2 separate regions of the Gossypium hirsutum genome follow, and region 2 is linked to region 1. The links are chromatin contacts, called in public Hi-C maps. All regions are on one chromosome and are shown on one strand. Each heading gives the region's core, a stretch centred on a gene start, on an enhancer-like site or on the middle of the called end of the contact. The rest is flanking DNA. Distances are from core to core; before and after follow the strand shown.

Region 1 (2,626 bases), core at 39-2,538:
TAAAACATTAAATAATATAAAAAACATGGTAAATATTAATGTGTAAAATATGTATGAGTAAAAATAGATGACATGCATAGGAAATGGATAAATAGAATCTACATAAAATATAAAATCCAATAATTTAATGTACACATGAATGGATTAATAAATAAAATGATGCATATAATACAATATATCAATGTACATATATAGAAATATGCATTTGAAAGTAAATTATAAAAGTCTAAGATATTACATAACATATGAAATACATAACATAACAATAATACATTAATGCTAAAGTAAAAACAAATATTGTATAATAAAAAAAATAAGTTTTAAAAATATATGTATAATATAAACAATTGATAAATAGAATGAGCATATAAAAAAATGTGATATTTAATAATAAATTTAAAATATAATATATAATAAAAAATATATTTATAAGAATAATAATTATATAAAAAATATAAAATATATTGGTTTAGAAAAATAATGTATAAAATATTAAATATGTAAAATAATTTATATTTATAATGAAATGATTATATAATATATATACATGCATAGAAAATATATATTTGAAAATAAACTATATAAAAAGGTTCAATATTATGATATATAAAATACATAATCAAATGTATAAAAGATAGGAAAAAATATACATATTTGAAAATTGAAGAAATTAAAAATAAAAAGAGTTGAAAAATTAAGATAGACGAAGAATAAAATAAGAACAAACCACAGAGAGTAAGAACGCAAGATGGAGAGAAATTTGAGTGAATGCTCTTCAAGAATTCTTATTGCTTCCCAAAACTCAAGTGTTTTACAATGAAGGGAGAGGCCTCTATTTATAGTTGAGCCTCCCCAAATCCAACGGTACAGATCAATTACATCAACGGTTAAGATCAAAGGATATCTACAAATTAAATCTCCAAGATTACAAAATCATATCTTCTAAGATTGTATATCATATCTAAGATTGCAATCATATCTATGATTGTATCATATTTAAGATTGCAATCATATCTAAGATTGTATCATATCTAAGATTGCAATCATATTTAAGATTGTATCATATCTAAGATTACATATCATTGAAGATTATATTTCCATATGAGTCAAGCTTGTAGATGGACCTTAAATCTTTTCAAGTAATGGGCCATTCCGATCGGGCCAAATTATATTTGTAATTCTGGACTGAACTTGGACTTCGTTTTTTTTGGGGTTTATTATTTTAAATACTGAAATGGGCCAGGCAAAATTGAGTGTCTACAGTTCTTATTTAGATATTTTTGTCGAGTTTATCTTGCTAATCCAAATTTCTCTCTCCCTTTTTTTTGTTTTCAAAATTATTTGTATTCTAACATTTATTTTGGACATAACTCGGACATGAGAAGAGATTATATGAAACTATGATTTCATGTTATCCACATCTCTTTCCAACAGGAGAATGACAAATCAGATTTTTCCTCTTGATTTTTAGCTTTTTCCTCCTGAAAAAATTCAAATCCAATTGAAAATTATAAAATACAGAAGGAAAAATATGATTTGTCATTCTCCTATTGGAAAGGAATATAGATGACGCGGAATCACAGTTTTATATAATCCTTTCTCACTCGAACATAAGTATAACATTAATTTCACCAATTCACCCCTAAATTAATTTTTTAATGTCAAAAGTTGAATTATCAATCATATAATTTTATCACTTTATTATCATTATTATTATTTAAATATGAGATGATAATTTGAAGATGCCCTAGACAATAAATCTTTTGAGTACAAAAATATAATCGTAGCAATATATGCAAATCATGCGCCAATTAAGTAGGAAGTGCCGTGGGGAAACCCATTGGTTTTGTGCTCACACGTCACTAGCAAGACAGCTAATTTTTTGTAGTCTTCTAAAATTGTCTTTTTAGGGAAAAAAACATTTATTTAATCTACCAAAAGTGCCCAACAAATTATCATCAAAGGTTAAATTCTAAGTCTTATAAATTATATTCAAGTTGATAATTATTATAAATATTTTTAAAAAAAGTTTATTATGTGATAAATTCTTTTTTTTCCACGTATATATTACACGCCTATTAAAATAATATTATTTCACATTGTTTAAATAAATTTATAATTATTCATGAATTTATATTTAAATTGAATTTTTTATTAGTTTATTAGGGCATGATTCAAATTTAGAAGGGAGAACACAGACTTTTATTAAAGACCAAGGTCAACTCTAAGTCAAGCTGTTTGCAATTTGCTAAAATCCCCATACACGTCTAGGAGCGAAAAGAATACTCCTTTTCATGCCTAAACTACTTTTTAAGGTGTGCAGTAATTTTAAGGGAAAATACATTAACAATCACTCAATTTTGAGGTAGCTGATAAAATAGTCACTCTAGTTTCAATTCAGTCACTCAACTTTTGAAAAATAACAAAACAGTCACTAACGTTATCAAAAAGCGACAAATCAGTCGCCTATTCACATTTTCTATTATAGGCCTAACGAGATAGGTGACGTGGCCAGTTAATTAGCTGACGTGGCCAGTTAACTTGCCACGTTGGACGAGGTAAAGTTTCAATTCAATCACTCAACTTTAAAAAAATAATAAATCAGTCACTAACGTTATCAAAAAGT
Region 2 (2,626 bases), core at 89-2,588, 45 kb after region 1:
AATATAAATTCATCACTTATAAAATTTAGTTTTTATTGCAGTTATTAACTACACTTAAAAAATAAATCCATTTGAAAACTTTGAATACTTTAATACTAAATAAGAAACTTCACTCTCGTTAATTTAAGAGGAGTTTCAAATAAATAAATATATAATTCACTATCCAATTTGAAATTAAAAAAGTAAAAATGATACAAAAACAAAATTTACATATCTTTTTAAGGGTTGTTTGGAATAGTTCATGCCTTATGGTTTTGAGAGTAATATTTAATACTCCAACAAAAAAAAAATTAATAGAGGAACTTACTTTTAATGTTTAAAGAATTATATAAAAAAGACTATTTAATTTTAAATTGGATATCCTATTAGATACAAATGAGATTATAAATACGGGTCAGAAATTTGTGTTGAGAGAATTGGGAGATTAAATTATAAAAATTTACTTATATTGTACAAGTTAAGCATACAAAACAATTCAATTAATCTCTTTTTTCGTGGATGATTTTAAGGGGATTTTTTTATCATAATTATTGGGAAGTTATTAAAAAGGATGTTTTGGAAGCTATTAAGAGTTTTTTCTAGGGAAGGAAAATTTCCGATGGGTTTAAATGAGATTGAGATAATTTTAATTCTGAAGACTAAATGTCTTGAATTAATGACATAATTTAGGTCAATTAATCTTTGTAATTTTAAGTATTAAATCATATCGAAGATCATAGTGATTATTAATAGAGTCGAGTCTAGTTTTATTTCTGGGATTAGCCTTAGTAGTCATTATCCACTACTGTCACATTTGTTATTCACGAACGGTTTCTTTTCTTTTTGGAAGCTAGTTCGTTAAATTGTAGGAGAATGGTTAACTTGATTCAAGAATATTGTGCAGCTTCTGGACGAAGGGTCAACTATGATAAATCAAGCAACGTTTTTAGTGTGAATACTCCCGAAGGGTCAACGAAAGGTTGATTCAAGAAGAGACTAACATAGAGGTGGCAAATAATTCGGCCGCCTACTTGGGTGTCCCTTCCTTGTGGGGGCTTTCGAAAACATTAACTTTGAGGCATATCAAAGATAAGGTCCTTACTTTCACCAAAAAAAAAAAAAGAAAAAAAGATAAGGTCCTTACCAAACTTAAGGGCTGGAAGCAGCAAACGTTATCTTGAAGGGGAAGGGAGGTTCTTATTAAAGCAGTAGCATGCGCTTCAATGTATACGATATCTTTTCGAATTTCCTAAAAAATTATGCGTGGAAATGAATTCAGCAGAAGGAAAATGAGAGATGTATTCATTGAAAAGCTTGGAGGACTTGCTCTACTTGCAAAACAATCTTGACAGTTAGTCCAGGATCCTGATGCTCTTTGGGCTAGGATTTTAAAAGGACTTTATTTCCCGAATTCTAATTTCCTTGAAGCTAAAACGGGAGCTAGGTCATCATGGGTGTGGAGTAGCATTCTTGAAGGGAAAGAGTTTTTAAAAGCAGACTTTGATTTAGCAAGTGCTAAATGGCGAAAGCATCCACAATTGGGAAGATAAATGGTTGCTGGGAGTTAAAGATAGGAAATTAAAGTATCCTGGAAATATTGACGGATCCTCACCAACAAGAGTTGCTGAGATAATTTGTTTAGAAGAACTAGATAAATTGGTGTGGCCGTTTACAGCTGTTGGTCAATATTCGATGAAGTCAGGGTATAAGGAGTTGAGAAAGTTCTATGGAAATGAGTCTTCTTTACAACCTTCCAGCTCTCACTTAATTGATAGGAGCACTTGGAAAGCTATTTGGAGCTTACAGGTACCGAACAAAGTTAAAATTTTCTTATGGAAATTGTGTCATAATGCTATTCCATCTCGTTTTAATCCGTGGAAAAGAAAGTGTGTTTCGAACCCAATTTGTTGTTTATGTGGTATTGAAGATGAGACTTTGCACATATTATTCTTAGTTGTAATTGGGTTAGGGGAATATAGTATGAGGCTTGTTTTGGTCTTCAAGGGCTAAATGATCAAATTCAATCATTTGACAGATGGTTCTCAAAGTTGTTACAAATGCCTTGTATGAGAGAGGATTTCAAAGTTAGAATTGTTTTCACTTGCTAGCGCATCTGGAAAGCTAGGTGTGAGGTTACAATTGAAGGTGCGAAACTTGGTTTGGAGAGAATTATTCGAAGGATTAATTGCTCCATGAATGATTTCTTATTGCTCAATGGATCCTCTGTTCGAACAATAACTCTGATCGAACTAGGAAGTCAAAAACTTGTGCTGATGTTTGGGAGAAACCACCAGAAGGTCGGGTTAAAGTTAATTGTGATGGGGCATTTGACACCTTAATAGCTTGTGCTGGTATTAGAGTAATAGGCAGAAATTTAAGTGGGAAGATGCTGGATGGGATTGGTAAAAGGATTTAAGTAGATTCATGTGAGGTTGTCGAGGCTAAAGCTATGATTGGATGGATTGAATTAGCTATGAAGAACAAATGGACCAATGTGACAATCAAGACTGACTCCCAGACTATTGCTTCGAATATTAAGAAGAAGAGTCAAGATCGAAGATGGAGATTAAGGCTAGTCCTTCAGGTTTTTGATAAGCTGGTCATGCAACTTTCTTCTTTGAAAGTCAATGTTGTTAGACGAGAAGCG

What was found. Hi-C and Micro-C count contacts between places; a contact is called where the count stands out from the background.
Region 2: a Hi-C map of fibers shows a contact between it and region 1, with 2.2 times the contacts expected there. The contact joins two enhancer-like sites. A contact is called at or near these places in 14 of 34 Hi-C or Micro-C datasets (callus, fibers, hypocotyl and 3 more).

The regions. Positions count from the first base shown.
Region 1 is chrA11:117,007,298-117,009,923 of Gossypium_hirsutum_v2.1, forward strand. No RefSeq gene overlaps it. Among protein-coding and RNA genes, the nearest start is that of LOC121209413, 18 kb to the left of the region's middle. Within about 2 kb of position 1,289, at least 1 of the 9 cell types and tissues checked has an H3K27ac peak or open chromatin away from gene starts, as enhancers often do.
Region 2 is chrA11:117,052,618-117,055,243 of Gossypium_hirsutum_v2.1, forward strand. It overlaps the pseudogene LOC107886030. Among protein-coding and RNA genes, the nearest start is that of LOC107941423, 5.8 kb to the right of the region's middle. Within about 2 kb of position 1,339, at least 3 of the 9 cell types and tissues checked have an H3K27ac peak or open chromatin away from gene starts, as enhancers often do.